Regions from separate parts of the Triticum aestivum genome. Here region 1 is linked to region 2. The links are chromatin contacts, called in public HiCAR-type maps. All regions are on one chromosome and are shown on one strand. The core of a region is the stretch at or near the end of the contact, and the rest is flanking DNA. Distances in the headings are between cores, read along the strand shown.

Evidence for each region. HiCAR-type assays count read pairs that join an accessible place to other places.
Region 1: a contact with region 2 is called in a HiCAR-type map of leaf, with 3 times the contacts expected there. The contact joins the promoter of LOC123129668 here to the promoter of LOC123129630 in region 2. A contact is called at or near these places in 4 of 5 Hi-C or Micro-C datasets (leaf and an unstated tissue) and 1 of 1 datasets of contacts at active chromatin or transcription factors (leaf).

The regions. Positions count from the first base shown.
Region 1 is chr1B:439,442,396-439,446,210 of IWGSC CS RefSeq v2.1, forward strand. It overlaps LOC123129668 (phytochrome A-associated F-box protein), which reads left to right and starts at 2,138. Exons shown (of 1, transcript XM_044549741.1): 1 at 2,138-3,655. The coding sequence starts at 2,290. The coding sequence ends at 3,405.
Region 2 is chr1B:439,281,596-439,285,372 of IWGSC CS RefSeq v2.1, forward strand. LOC123129630 (serine/arginine-rich-splicing factor SR34) reads left to right here and starts at 1,458. Exons shown (of 14, transcript XR_006463680.1): 1 at 1,458-1,806; 2 at 2,211-2,305; 3 at 3,031-3,096; 4 at 3,716-3,777. It overlaps LOC123129654 (chaperone protein dnaJ 49), which reads right to left and starts at 1,560. Exons shown (of 4, transcript XM_044549734.1): 1 at 1,383-1,560; 2 at 1-216. The coding sequence starts at 158.

The sequences.
Region 1 (3,815 bases), core at 888-3,387, 160 kb after region 2:
CCCTTCTTGGAGGCGCTGCCATGGCCTCTATCCATGCCCTCCTTCGAGCATCAGAGGAAACCCTAGGTCCGGTTCTCTGGACTAGATGGCGGTGATGTCACGACATCATTCCCCTTCTTGATCTTGGTAGCTCGTGGTGTCCTGGTGTTGGATTTGAAGATGTTCAACGTCCTGCTGATTTGGTGTGCTCCTCTAGTTTTGGGTTTAGTGGGTTCAGTTGTGTCCTTCACCCTGTTTGGGCTAAGCACCCCATGTCTCTCTGCTTAAGACACCATGCTCATGCCTTCTTGCGTTCATGTCATGTGTTGTACCCTTTATTGTACTCATTCTCCTTTCTTCTATCAATGAAATGATACGCAAGTTTTGCTTATTCACGGAAAAAAGGAGAAGGAGTGCAAACTATTCATAAAAATATAGTATGAAACACACAACATATACATTTGAAGGTTTTAAATCCTCTAAAGATCTAAGTCTATGATAAATTGGCTTCCATCCATAGTTTTAAAAAGAACCAACGCCTTGTCTTGTTTTTAAGGTGTATTGGTCTTTTAGTAAAAAATAGGGAGAAATATTCTAAAAATGGTGCGTAAACTAGGGATCAAACACTCAAGGCTAATTAACCAATTAGGCTAACAATACTTTGTGGTTTATTAATGGTTTACAACTAATATTCCGTGTATTCATATAATGTGAGGTTAAAATTTTGGAAAATTTATCTTAAGTGCTCTATTTTTGTCACCAATGAATCAATGACCCGGTGGTCCAACCAATAAAAACCTGAACCGACAGCCTCACGTGTTCAGTCGCCGGTTCGGTTTTTAAACTATGCTTCCACCCTATTCATGAAGTACTCATAACATTGACATTTGTAGTTAGGATCGGACAAGGCTCTGTTAGACCCGAGAGAATCAAGCTTTGATTGGACGTTAAAGAGAATGGTTGTCGTTTCAACCCAGGATCAAACCTCATGTTTATCACAATGTGTGTCTTAGACCTTGTATAATGTAGGTGCTAAAACGGGTGCCTCAATAAGAAGATAATGGTTTTATTTATGACATAGGTTTGCACGAGTAATCGGGTTGGGGGGGGGGGGGTGTAGAAGCAAACTTTGGCTTCCAATGCTAGCCGGTGCTTATGAGAGATAAATGTTATCCTGATTTCACAGATACTACAATTGAACAGTATCTAAGAACCCGTGTGAAGCACATGGTAGGTACATTTATTTTGAGATGTAATTATATTACTATATGTTCTTCTCTCCTAGGAGTGAGAGTGGTCTTCTAATCCGTGTTTGCACAACTCATAACATTATATTTCTCTTTTGTGTTGTTTGTTGTTGCCTTTTTATCAACCTAGCATGTGTCAATCTGCTAGGGTGATTGTAGTAATATTTTGAAGTAATGCTAGAGCTACAGAAAAACAATTACGGATTTAACGGACTTGGTTAGATGAAATATTAGGATTGAAGCTAAGGAGGAGGGAGGGGCCCCACCCCTTCGAAATTAGAGGGGGGGGAGGGGGGTATTCTCGAAACAGGGAGGAGAGAATTATTTGGAAGCTTTTGTAAAACGAGCGTAGATCGCCCATAGGTCTAGGATTATGGTTTGAGATATCGTGCACCTATGTGATTGTAATAGCGTGTGTCATTATATCTGTATTTATTAAAAATCTTGTCTACAACGTATCTTATGTGAAGCGCACGCTGGGTACCCTTTGAGATAAATGTTTATCCGTGTGACAATATTTTTGAGATGTACTGTAATTGTGTTCTCTCCCTTTAAACACCGATATGCATAAGCACCCGACGCTGCACATGGCCTTATGAGGGCTGGTCCTTTTTTTAGCAGGAGGTGAGTTTGTTTTTTCTAGCAGCCGGTCAAGTGTGTGGGTGTGATGGAGTTGTGTTGTGCCTGCATGCATGGTGTTCCTGGGACTGGGAGGAGTGAGAGACAATGCTCTGTTGGAAGAATGTTGAGCCCCTCGTTTCAATCGAATAAAATAATCGTGGAGGTTGACACACGGGGGCCGAGAGTGACCGCTCATCGTTCGGCACACCCGCGCAGCCTCCATCCACACGTTGGGATTGCAGGCAAGAGTTTTGTAACGACAAGAAAAGCATCATCTCATCCGTCTCCCGCAGCCCCCAGCCCCCAGCCCAGGCCACCACCACAGAAAAACGGACCCAACACAACCCGAAAGTTAAACCAGCCTCGCAACCGAACGGCCGAACGGTCAGCAGCGCAGCCACTCGCTCGCCAAGAAAGCAGGAGCGCGACGCGGGCCGCAGCCATGAGCGGCGCGGAGCAGCAGCAGCAGGGGGAGATCGCCGTCGTCGTCGCCAAGAGGCGGAGGGACGGCAAGGAGGCTGCTGCGGCGGCGGAGGAGGTGGAGCCGCTATCGGCGCTGGCGGACGACGTGCTGCTGCAGATCCTCGGACGCCTCGAGGGGGACCCGCGCGACTGGGCGCGCGCGTCCTGCGCGTCCCCGCGCCTCGCCGCGCTCCTCCGGGCCGCCTGCTTCCCGCCGCGCCTCTCCCGGGCGCTCCCCGCCGAGCTGCTCCCCGCGGACGGGGCGCCCGCCGCGTGGGCCGCGCTCCACAAGATGTCCGTCTGCTGCCCCGGCCTCCTCCGCGCCGGGATCCTCCTCGAGCCCTCCGACGACTTCGGCCTCGAGCTCGACATCGGCCCCGACCTCACCGTCCCGGCCTCCTCGTCATCCTCCTCCTCATCCCTCGAGCCCACGGCCACCTCCTCGCTCCAGCCGCCCAAGGCCGCCGCGCAGGCCGAGCCGAGACCCAGCGACGGCACGCTGGCCGCCACGGACGCCGCCGCGTGGTCCCTCTACGATGACCTGTACCTGGACGCGGCCTACGACTGCTCCGAGACGCAGATCGCCGCCGCGCCCGCGCCGGCCGCAACGGCAGAGGAGGAGGAGGCGCCGCCGGCAGCCAATGCCGTCCGGCGCGGCGTGGTGTCAGGTACCCGTCGGCGGGCGCGGCGGTGGCTGGGGCCCGTGGGCTCGCACCTGGCGTCGGGGTCCTGGACGCTGAGCCGCGAGCAGGGCAACAAGCTGCTGGCCAGCCGGTTCCGCGGCGACCGGCTGTACATCTGCGAGTGGCCCGGGTGCGTGCACGCGGAGGAGCGGCGCAAATACATGGTGTTCCGCGGCGTGTTCCAGGACTTCGCGCGCTCCCAGGTGCGGCGCGCGCTGCGGGACACGCGGCGCCCCACCGTGGCCGTGGACTGCGCCTTCTGCGGATGCACGGAGGCGTGGGACCTCTACTCCGCCTTCTGCCTCCGCAGCTTCTACGGGTACCACGACGACGGCGAGCCCGTGGTGCGCGCCTACGTCTGCGAGAACGGCCACGTCGCCGGCGCCTGGACCGAGCGCCCGCTCTACGCCTGACCGCTTGCTCCAGTCCGGTCCGGCGGCGACGACATGACAGGCAGGCATGCCACGCTCTGGCATTGCTAGATCGATCGCCAAGCAGCATAGCTCGCAGGCTCTCACGAGAATTCGGTGCGTGCATGGCCGCGATGTGGATCTCGGCGAGCTCCGAGTGATGCATCTGTTCTCTTGTATCTTTTCATCCGATGTAGTAACTTTGGCTGATGCTTAGCATAAAAGAAGAATGAAATGGATTTTTTTACAACAACATTGGCGCCATATATATGTACCCTGACGAGTTCAGATTCACAATCCGCGTCCTATGCAGCTATGTTCTGCAATTAGAATACCAATTACGCTCCACACTTGCTAGGTTAGGGTAGGGTTGATCATCCTTGTTGGCATACTGGGCTTTTGAATCCTCCCCT
Region 2 (3,777 bases), core at 208-2,707:
AACTTTTTGGTTGAGGTCAACAAATCAACAATTGGAAGGCTGGGATCCAATCTTTGGGCAATTCGAATAAATTTGTCTGCCCGCTGTCTATCTCCAGATGCTAGCGCAGTCTGTGCAAGCTTGACAGACCTCAAGGCCTCATCTTTGTTCCCCTCCATGACTTAAGTCGGTCGTTTCCTGCTGGATTAAATATAGGCAGGGCGCTAAACTGATGCCCTGTGAAACAAGAGTAGATAAGATATCAGAAGAAATTAAAAAGTTTTTAGTGTGACTAACAAACTATGCATTCATAAGAAAATGAACTGTATGAAAATGGTATATAATTCAAGAAATAGATCAGCATCAGGAATTAGTTGATGTAAACAAATAGCCCAACTAAGAATTAGCAAACTCCTGGGAGCTCTCAAAATCAGAAAATCCTGTACAACATCATTATGAGCAGATTTAGGTAAGACCAAAACTAAACAGATTATCGCGTTCATCCATTACACAAACAAAGTACATACGTTGAGCGAATTTTCTTGATGCCATAAACAAATTTAGCATGGAAAAACCAATTGGTCAAACATCGCCATTCCAAAATAGCACTGACCTGCACAAACTGGTGGAAGGAACCAAACAAGCAACGGACACAGTACATAGCTCAACCTTGATCTCTCCATGGAGATCCCAAGGACGCAAACCACATCCTTTTTTCTGGTCTTTAGCGCAGTTCATGTGGAGTTGTGTTAGGGAAATGTTTTCCTGAGATCCATCTACTTTTAGCCCCCTTGATTTGTTGTTTGTATTTGTTCTGCTTTGGGCCTGTAGTAATCGTAAACTGAGAGCCTCAGCGACAGCGTGTGGCGTGAGTGTGTAGGGCTGTTATGCGTGCCCGGTGTGGCTTTATTAATCTAAAGCCAGGCTCCGCTTGAGCCTTCCATCGAAAATAGGCTCAACCTAAGAACTTCTAGGCATTCAACAACTCAAGTAATCAGCAAGCAATCCGGCCGAGAAGGTCCAAACCTGCCATACATGGCCGCTCTGCTGGCCAAAGCTCCCAAGCAAGACCCACTTAAATTCTGTCTGCTCTAGAATTTGGGCTAGAGGAACCGGCAGATACTATTGAACTACACAGAATCCTATGCCTGATCGATCCAAATTAGCCGCCGAGTAGAAAAAGCAAGATCCTGGCTAAACAAGACCCACGCGTACACGAATCAGTCGACCCTACCTACCGCCCCGATTCTCGCAAACCCTAGGCCGCACAGCATCGCAATCAGGAGGAGCAGAAGAGTCCAAGTTGCCGCGAGTACCCGTGCCCGCGGCTACAGGATCAAGGCGAAACTAACAGAGTTGGGATTCTGGATTAATCTGAGAAGCGATCGACCGGAAGTTCTTACCGGGAGGAGACAGGAGACAAGCCGGCGCGGCGAGGAGACCCGCGCCACCGCCACCGTCCGACGGGGGGAGACCAGGAGAGGAAGAAGAGGATGGGCGGAGGAGGCACTTTTCCGCGGAGCCCCTCGGGTTTTACCCACTCTCACGATCCCCACCACCCAGCGGACGGCTTTCTGAGACTGGGGCTGGTTGGCGGTGGCTGGGGCCCGCCCAAAGCCCAGAAGTTTAATCCACGGCTGGTCTATGCGGCACGGATCGTAAAGCACGCGACCCCCCTCACTGCCTCACTCCACCTTTCATATCGGCCGCCGCTTTTCCCCCCGGCCCCGAAGCTTCTCGATCCCTCCCCCCGCTTCCGTTTCCGTTTCGTCCCCGCCGTCGCCCCCTCGCCGCGGCGGCGGAGTCGCCCGCACTCGCTGCGCGCAGGTCAGTCGAACCCTAGCTCTCCCGCGCGCATAAGCTTCCGCTCCTCCCTCCTGATCGCTGCTGCTCTTGCGTGTTCATTTTCTTCCTCTCTCCGCGCGGTAACGGCGTCCTGTTTTTTTTCGGGTTCAGCGATAGAGTTGTCGTCTTCGCCGCAGTCGTGGTCTTAGTGGTTTCCGAGAGGTGAGACGCAGTGCTTGTTCGTTCGGTTGTTTACTTAGTTCTTATTTCCCCTTGAGCAACTGGGTCGATTTATTTTTCCTTGACGAAATGGGTCGGAAATTTCTCTTGATTGATTCCCGAACTTGGGTCGCCACTTCTGCTATTTGATTCCCGCCGAGAACTTTGCTTAGGTTTGTGCGAGCTAGCAGCTAGTTGCTGATCTGTTTTTTTTTCCTTTCTTGCAGGAACGATGAGCCGACGTAGTAACGGCCGCACCATCTACGTGGGCAACCTCCCCGAGGACATCCGCGAGAGAGAGATTGAGGATCTCTTCTACAAGGTTAGGTTCTAAATAGTTTGGGTTCCTTCACCTGTACCTTGCCTTGGTGCTTCTATTCTGTTAAGAAATTGCCAGTTCAGTTGTAAGGTGGTCGGCATTATGTTCTGATATCAGCTTAAACTGCATACTTTGCATTAGCAGTTACACATGGAGGTTATTCATTAAAAAAATGAACCGATGTACTCCCTTCGTCCCATAATGTAAGACGTTTTTTCGTAAGACACATGTACGTATTTTCATTTTTCTTGTAGCATGGACTATTAAGAGTGTTTGCGCTTGTGTGCACTGGACAAGATAGATTGATATTGTAACGCCAGTCGAGACGTACTCTCAGTCTCTCACTGCGTCATCACCGTGACGTAATAAAAAAACTGGTGTTCAGTGTGAATTCCACAATGTCAAATTTTCAGTTCTATTCTCCACCAAAAATAATCAGTTTTATTTCACCTTAACCTAAATGGCACCTCTTGAGTTTATCATCCTATGTGGGTATTGCAAGAGGATTTGCAGAAGACAAGCCAATTTGGTTCACAATATGATACTCCCTCCATCCGGAAATACTTGTCATCAAAATGGATAGAAAGAGATGTATCTAGAACTAAAATACGTCTAAATACATCCCATTTTATTCATTTTGATGACAAGTATTTCCGGACGGAGGGAGTATTATTTTTTTTCTGTTTAGGGAAGCATTCATTTAATCTTCTATTACTTTGCTTCTGCAGTATGGTCCTATTGTCGATATCGATCTGAAAATTCCTCCAAGGCCTCCTGTTTATGCTTTTGTCGAGGTAATGTGCTGTGGTCATTGTTTTGTTAGAATATTTACTCTTGCTCACTTTGTATTCGTATTTTATAGTATAAATTATTTCATGGTTTATGCTTTCGTCTTTTGACCTTTGGGACACGTTGATTTTGCTCTCTGGCTTATAGAATACTAAAACAAGATGATTCCATCCCATCCCTAGAAGCCACTTAAAGCATAACCCCTTATAAGTGATTTTGACAACCCAAATCTTCTTTGTTCTGTACTCTGTAAAACTGTTACAGCAAAATCATGTTGTCCTATAAGACTCAAAATCTGGTAGTATAGTTAAATGGTTATACCTCCTTTTAAGAGGATACCCTGAAACCCTCATTGGCACATTGTGCAAAACAGCATGCTTTCATACAGAATCTAACCAATAGAATGTACTCCCTCCGATCCATATTACTTCTCTTAGATTTGTCTAGATACGGATGCAACATCCGTATCTAGACAAATCTAAGACAAGTAATATGGATCGGAGGGCGTATCAGTTTTGCTGAATGTTCTATTAAAAAATACTTTTCAAAATCATTCCAAACTAAAATTCTTTCTGGCTAGCACCTGTGACTATGAGTCTAACACCAAAGTGGAGCTTTTTGCAGTTCGAAGACCCACGTGATGCTGATGATGCAATTTATGGCCGTGATGGATATGACTTTGATGG